Linked DNA regions of Zea mays: region 2 is linked to region 1. Evidence: chromatin contacts called from public Hi-C data. All regions are on one chromosome and are shown on one strand. The core of a region is the stretch at or near the end of the contact, and the rest is flanking DNA. Distances in the headings are between cores, read along the strand shown.

Region 1 (3,980 bases), core at 1,101-3,600:
TGGTTGCGTAGATGCCGAAGCTCAAAAGTCAATCGAGCTCGAGAAAGCAAAGTTAAAATGACAAACACAGCACAATCAGCTAGATAGCACGAAAAATACTCACGACACAGGCTTCTATATATATATACTCAGAGCCCCACAGTTTGGTGAGTCCCACAATTCAGAATGATTCGCTATTCAAGCGAAAGGAAGATGTTTTTTTCGGACCTTCGGCTAAAGGTCTTCGTTCACGTTGCAGTCTAAATTTGTTACAAAGAAATATATCAAAACTGTGAGGGGCTATTGTTGCGAGCCTTCCTCTTCCGAAGGTCCTCAAAAACATGACTAACCATATGTTTTCAGTATATGGATTATTACAGGGGCTTCGGCTTCGGCATAAAGGTCTTCTCTCATGGCAAAGACATACGATGTGAAGATGTAACTCGAAGGTGATAAGAATGGTCGCCGAAGCTATAGCCGAAGAGCTTCGGCTTAATATGGTGACGAAGACCAAATATGATGTTGACCGAAAGGGAAAAAGACTATTTAGTCCTTAATGATTCATGTTATGATTATAAATAGATGTCAGGGACATAAATGTACTTTTACCCGGGTTATGTCTCGTACCTATAAATAGATGAACAGTAGCACCATACTGTTCGCGCTGGATTATAATCACTCTCTCTTGTCTTCACCTTCGAGCAAGCCGAAGGTATCAATGTAATATGAATTCTGTTAATACTCATATATGTTTTGTGGAATGCAAATATAAATGAATCAACAAGATACAGTTATTGTCTACATCCTTTTGCGTTCATATTCATATATTAAATGATGAAGTATGTCCTTCTTGACCTTCGTCTGATGAATATTATACCCATGTGGAGATAATACTTCAGAAGATGAAGGTCTGTTATAATTAACAATTATGTTGCCTTGTTCTTGATTCACAGCATTTGAGAACAAGTGAACAACAGACGCTTTTACGTAAAACTTGTTATTTTTTGACGAAATTAGTGACTCAGATACCTTCGGCCACGACTAGAGATGGCAATGGGTAAATACCCACCGGGTATTACTACCTCATACTCATACCCACGACGCAAAAATAATCCCACCGGGTCACCCATATACACTGGCGGGTATGGATTTACCCCCATACCCATACTCATGTGGGTATGGGTCATCCATTGGGTCACCCGTACCCACAAAAATTAAACTACTATCAAAATATTATACTATACAAATTTCAAGTATATCTATATAAATACCGCTACAAAATTTTCTAGCATCATTTAATCATCCATTCAACACACCAAAGATAATTAGATAAAGTAATAACACTATGATAGTACTACATAGCACATTACATGTTCCATTACATGGTCATTAAATTGTTGTTAAATAATAAAAAGTTGGATGACTAAAATCCAAGTTCATGCTTGGGCAAAGTTTATATTGGGTATTTTATACCCACGGGTTAACGGGTATGGGTGAAGGCGGAACGTTCTAATACCCGTTTACCCATTGGGTGAAGATTTTTGCCCAATAACAGACCTACAGGTAGAATATTTAGCCCACATACATACCCTAATGGAGTAAATACCCATCGGGTATCGGATCGCGGGTACCATTGCCATCTCTAGCCACGACACCGCTTTAATTTTTTTTTCTTTTGTGGATAGGATGCTTGCATCTAAGCCCTCACATGTCATACTGTGTTGTACTATACCATAAAATATGACCTTTGTGCCGTTGCAATCTACTGTCATTGTACTAATAGCCTAGTACAAAGTGGTGCTAGGAATGTATTTATGGAAAACATTTTGAATCGACGATACAAACCAAACGACCTAATTAGGTTCGGATACTAGAACGGATGAATTTAGATATGGTTAACCTGTAAACCAAATAGACCGTATTTATTGATAAAAAATAGAATAAAACCTTGCAGAAGTTTAATATTTTTTTATTTCATACGATATTACAGTTTTGAAATAACACTATAAAACTTTTTAAGGAACTATTTTCTCAAGGAGGCAAGACCCAAACCGGAAATGCCGGGGGAAAAAAAAGAAGCAGAGGGCAGAGTGCGCTGGTACGCATTGTCGCCTTGCCGGTTGGTTGGTCAAAAGGATTGACGGACAGACCGGCCTCCCTTTTACAGTCTGTCTCTTCAAGTAGCGGAGGCACGAGCAATGGAGAAAGGCTTGAAAAAGGAGGGCGCCGCTGCCATTAAAGGCTCTCAAGGGACCGCGCTTGGGAGTGGGAGCGGGAGCAGTTGCAGCTGCAACGGTCACTTTGCTGGCTGCTGGGCCGGTCGGTTCCTTTGCCCACCAGCTCAGCTCACTCAATTCAACACTCTTCGAGCTTGCTTGCCCATCTCCCCAAACATCCGCCGCGCTTCAATACTTACAACGACTCAACGAGATCGCAGCTTCCATGGCCTTCTTTTCCGAATCCCAGACTCCTTTCACAAAACAGAAACAAAAATAAAATAAATCCCAGACTCCCAGAGACAGACAGACACAAGAGTTGGTGGCGTGGTTCCTTGTTTCTACCTCCCTGGGCTCCGTTTCTTTCCCTGCGAAGCTGGCTGGCTCGGCACGGCACTGCACAGAGCATACCGGCGGTAACTGAGAGGCCCTGCGGCGATGGGGAAGAAGCGAGCGGCGGCCGTGAGTGCTCCGTTCCCCGCGCCCGCCTCCGAGCCCGAGTCGGACCACTTCAGCGACTACGGCTTCGACCCGCAGCTCCTCCACTTCCCCTCCCAGGTCCATCTCTAGTTCTCAACACTACACTACTGCTCTACATGATTGCATCGACCTCTTCCAAAAGGAACAAAGATCCAATCATGCCTGCTGCATGCTGGACGCTGGTTACGTTCTTGCATCTTGTTGACGTGCGGTGTGGTTCCTCTGTTCCCCTCAGCCTGAGGCGAAGCGACCGTGGGGCAGGCGCCAGCGCCACCAGCAGCCTGCGCAGTTGAAGCCCCTGGACTCCGCGCGGTTCAAGCTACAGAAGCCCATCGCCAAGAAGCACCACCGCCAGCAGAAACAGCAGCAGCGCCGCCGGTGGTGGAGCTCCGCCGCCTCTGCCGCGCTCCATCTCTTCAGGAAGCGCCCCTCATCAACCAGACCCGCCGCAGGAGCTCCACCTCCCCAGTACGGGTCGCCCGCGTCGCCAACCGTGCCTATGTACCTCACCGACTGCGATGCTGGCGGGGACGACGGCGGCGGCGCGTCCGCGTGCACGTGCTGGGCACCGGCCGTGCGGTCCGGCCGCCTGGCCGCCGCCGAGCTTGGCGCCGCGGCAGTGGCGGTTCCCTACGTCAGCCTCAGGTCCACTAGCCTTGGCACTGGAGGCGCTCCGGTGATGCCCATCTACCTCGTCACCTGAAGCTAGCTACCTCAGGCCGACGCGGGTTTCTTCTTCAGAAGCTTGGACCACAAGACGTCAGTAAATTAAACCCTGTCCAAGCGCCTGGACTAGTCGGTCAAATATCAACTGCTTGCTTCTATAATTGTTCCTGGTTTTCTTCTCCCGTCTGTGGGGTATTTTCCAGATGTAGTTGCAGCAGCTGCGTTTTTCTTTCAAATTCGTTGCTCCAAGAAGGTTGCCGGCTCCTATATGGAAGTTCTGACTTCTTCAGTTTTGCGTTGAACTTTAGATTAAGAGACGATAGATTCTAGTATTAGAGCAACTTCAAAACAATGCTAAGAAGTTTCCAACAAAAAAAATTATTGAGGGCAGACTAAAAATTTTAAGAGTAAGATCATGTTTGTAAGCAACCCAGTTTTTAAGAAATTAGTTTTTATCTTTTAGCTAGAAGATGTCAGCTTCTTAGTTTTTAAGAAACTGATAATCCAATTTTTATAAACTAAGGTATGATATGTTTAGAACCACATCAATTTCTATAAACTAGCATCTAGATGCTTCCAAATATGTCCTAAATTATTATGTATATACTCCAACAACCCTCTTAAATAAAAACTGAAAAA
Region 2 (4,364 bases), core at 600-3,099, 530 kb before region 1:
TGTATATATGTGATATCTGTGAAATATCTTTTGTTTCTATGGATAGAATAGGAAAAACAAATAAAAAAGGTATGTACTGGTCACTTTGCCGAGTGTGACACTCGGCAAAGAGGTCCTTTGCCGAGTGTCAGAACCATAGCACTCGGCAAAGAACCAAGACATGGGCACCGGTATAGGTTCTTTGCCGAGTGTAGTGGCTCTGACACTCGGCAAAGAATCACGCTTTGCCGAGTGCCATACAAAGCACTCGGCAAAGTACCTGACATGGGGACCCCACTGGCGTATTCTTTACCGAGTGCTGTCCGACAGACACTCGGCAAAGGTAACTCCTTTGCCGAGTGTCACCTGGGACACTCGGCAAAGACACCGTCTCCGTCACCGTCACCGTAACAGCTGCTTTTCTTTGTCGAGTGCCCCCTGGCACTCGACAAACCTCTTTGCCGAGTGTTCGAGAAAAAGTACTTAGCAAAGAAGGCTTTGCCGATGCACTGTGTGCCGAACCATCTTTGTCGAGTGCGACACTCGGCAAAGACTATGCCGAGTGTTTTTAAGGCTTTGCCGAGTGCTTCAAACACTCGGCAAAGCCATCGATTCCGGTATTGCTGGGACCGTCCGGTCACCCGACGCGGACCATGTGACGCAGTGCAGGAAACCCCGCTCCTACTTTCTAGCGTCTGGCCCTAGCTAGTCCGCACCGCCGTAGAGAACCCAGTGTTTGGCGCCGTCGGCGCCAACAGAGTTGATAAAACGAATAATTAATCATGCACATGTCAAGTCCATACACTACAAATGGAGAAAGACTCCATTCAATAAGATATACATACCACTCGACATCTCTAATCCCAAAAACTAAAAACCATGCAGAAATATACATACACACCACACACAATACGAAGAACATGACGAAGGAATTGATCGCCTCACCAATCTTTTCTAGCTGGTCACCTGGAGCTAAGCGACATGGATATGGACGGCGACCTAGCTGAAAGCTGGTTTTCAGTTGTCACCTTCCGCCATGCACGTGGTCCACCACTTTCTTGCTCACCATGCACTCTCAGATCAAGCGAGCGACCTGTCCTCGACTCGGTCGGGCGTCGGAGCGCCGCCTCACACGGAGCAATCCGCGGCGACGTCGTCGTCGTTCTTGGCGTTCATGGAGTTATCACTTATCAGCGATGGCCACCTCGGCGGGGGCCACGAGCCCACGACTCTGCCGCGGCACAGCGGGCACGTAATGTGGAGTCGCAGCCACAAGCCCACGCAGTCGGCGTGGAACCGGTGCCCACACCGCGGGAGGACGCGGACCGAGTCGCCGTCGTTTAGCTCCAGGATGCACATCGCACACTCGGGAGCCTTCCCTCCTTCCTCGGCGCCGGCGCTGGTGTACACGGACACGGGCAGGGACGACGCCACGTCTTCCACCTGCGTTGTCTGCTGCCCACCGAAGTCCTCGTGCCGGTGGCGGGACGCCCACGCGGAGGCCACGGGCAGCGAGTCGTCGCCTTCGTCGTCGGCGCGGTCTGACGCGGACAGCCCCCCTTTCCCAGAGAAGAACCGCCAAAAGAAACCGAAGATGAAGAGGACCACGAGCACGTTGATGCCCACGACGCAGGCCGTCAGTACCGCGCCGTGCGGCGCCCATTGGCCTTCCACCTCCGGCGCCGACGCGCTGGGCACTGAGCCAATACTGCCGCTCCCGAGCGTGGACATGCTGGCTTCTGCGCCGACGAGATGGTTTTGGACAAACCAAACAGCACAGGGGGCTCGCTGCCAATGGTGTACATAAACCACAAACCCTATACCTGCGAACCGTGCACTACTATAGAAAATATATTGCCCATTCCACGAGCTCTTGGAATAATGGTGAATTGGTGGACTTTGCTAATGTCCAAGCGGTTTGACTCGGGTGGTTTTCGGAGCTTGTTGCGTCGTTAGTTATTGATATGATGATGCCCACCGTAGCTTCATACTATAATAACTCAGTAAATCATGACAGAGCTGGCTACATTCTGTATGTTTTCTTACTAGCAGATCTGATTCCTTAATAGAAAATGAAATTCCAATTTGTCGTTATTCGGCACATCAACTTGGTTGAGTTTCCTACCACCGTATAGTCGTATACCTGCGAACCGTGCACTACTATAGAAAATATTTTTACAAGCCGTCCTGAATAAATATATTCAAGCGGAGGTACGTGTGACAATTGGTTCTAAATTTTACACTATAAAATTTAAGGATCAAATTAGATTAGAATCAAATCTATTTCTATTTATCTTTAAACTAAAACTTATTTAGGATAATACTATTTTGCGAAGAAACATTTGAATCATGATCTATTACCACCCTTAAACGGAGGACGAGTCCGCTATCATCTGTGTTTGTAAAAATTACAATATAATTTTTACAACTAGAGCACTTAGAACTATTTGCAAAAATCAACATTTGCAAGCACGTCCGCTTGTAAACTAAGGTGATGTTTGGTTCACGTAATTGTAACGTAATAGGTAACTAATAACGTTAAATCATGTTTGTTTAAGTCCAACGTAATTAAATACCACACTAAAAACGAATACTGGCTTATTCAAACGTATTACCGTCGTAAATCATTATCGTTACCATTTACGTTATCATTCGTGAACCAAACAACACCTAAGTACGTTCGTAGTCGTTGAGGCAGGGGGGTCGAGGAAGACGGAGCTCAGGACCGAGATGTCTAGGTCCTCGCATTACCGGACTCGTCTTTTTTGCCTAGTGTTTCAGACACTTGGCAAAAAACTTTTTACAGTCGGCAAAAATTTTATGAGCAAAGAGCTCTTTGCTGAGTGTTTTTCAGGCACTCGGTAAATTAAGAATCGCAAAAATCCTAAAACAACAATTTTTTAATTAGGGGAATAACCCCTGAAACCTGCCCCATTGCCGAACCAATCACTCTATCATTTACACCATTTTTAACTAAATTCACTTATTTCGTGGCCAGTGAGATTTGAACTCGTAACATTTCTCTCACACATAACCTCCTCTACGACTTCACATCTATCTCATTTATGTCTATATTATAATTTTCTTCCACACGTATTATAACAAATCAAGAGTAAATTGATTATATGAGGTACTAAATGAATTTAAACGAAAAAGTTGTTAACTACAAAGTTGCATAGCTCTTTGAGATCTACAATTTTGATATAAGTAGTTTTTTCATTTGAGATCGTTTACAAAATTTGAAAACTTCAAACATATTTTTGTATGATATGATGATTTCGAATTAAAAGTTGTCAATTATAAAGTTAAATAACATTTCGAGACCTACAACTTTTATTTTTGTGGATTTTCTATCTAAGGTCATTTTAATTTGAAATTTGAATTTAATATAGTTTTGCATGACCATATGATTATAAATCAAAAAGTTGTTAACTACAAATTTTCATAACTTTTTAAGACCTACGACTATCATTTTGGTGGTTTTTTTATCCGAGATCGTTTCACAAATCCGAATTTTAATTTTTTTAAATCAGACATAGTTTTCGTTGACAAGATGACCTAAAATAAAAAAGTTACAAACTACAAAACTCTATAACTACTTAAAATGTACAAAGGTTATTTTGGTTGTTTGGTTATTTATTCATCCAACATGGTTGTTCTAACATTGTTCACAAATTTTATACATCTCTTTTAGAGTTTCATAAACTACAAGATATGTATATATGTTTTGTGAACAAATTTTCTTTGACTTTGTCATATGAAGAAATGGCCAAAATAAATATTGTATATCTTGATGAGCTATACAAGTTTGTAGTTCAAAACTTTTTCATTTAAATTAATTTGTTGCTTCAAAATTTGATTTAAGAATTGTCTTTGCCTAGTGTTGAAAAAATACTCGGCAAATAATATTTTTGCCAAATATAAAAAAACACTCGACAAAGAAGTTATTTGCCTAGTGTCGGAAAAAGCACTCGACAAGAAGCTTTTTGCCAAATGTCGAAAGAATACACTCAGCAAAGAAGCGCTGCCAAGTATTTTTTTTTGACCTTCAGTAAAAAGCTTCTTTGTCGAATGCTCAAAGAAAAACACTCAACAACTCATTTGACACTTGACAAAGAGCCGGATTTCAGTAGTGTCAGCCTCTGCTTTGTCAGGGTTGGACACGGTGAAACCTTTAGGAAAAACGTTGGGCGAGCCTAGGTGGCTGCTTAAGAAGACCGTTTGTAAAGTATATACTTTTTTTGTTGTCATCTTTAAGTTAGGGGCTTGTAAAATAAGGTGTATTTTTAGAGGCACTTGTCTTCCATCAGCCACTTCCAATATTATTATTTTTTTGTAAATGGTAGCCTTTGTTTTCCCGTCGCAAAAAACAATGCAGTCGGTTG

Evidence for each region. Hi-C and Micro-C count contacts between places; a contact is called where the count stands out from the background.
Region 2: a Hi-C map of ear shows a contact between it and region 1, with 3 times the contacts expected there. The contact joins the promoter of LOC109941420 here to the promoter of LOC100194384 in region 1. A contact is called at or near these places in 2 of 25 Hi-C or Micro-C datasets (ear and tassel).

What each region holds. Positions count from the first base shown.
Region 1 is chr8:87,776,245-87,780,224 of Zm-B73-REFERENCE-NAM-5.0, reverse strand. It overlaps LOC100194384, which reads left to right and starts at 2,350. Exons shown (of 2, transcript NM_001139416.1): 1 at 2,350-2,753; 2 at 2,911-3,629. The coding sequence starts at 2,634. The coding sequence ends at 3,378.
Region 2 is chr8:88,304,823-88,309,186 of Zm-B73-REFERENCE-NAM-5.0, reverse strand. LOC109941420 (RING-H2 finger protein ATL3) reads right to left here and starts at 1,849. Exons shown (of 1, transcript XM_020542357.2): 1 at 793-1,849. The coding sequence starts at 1,710. The coding sequence ends at 1,108.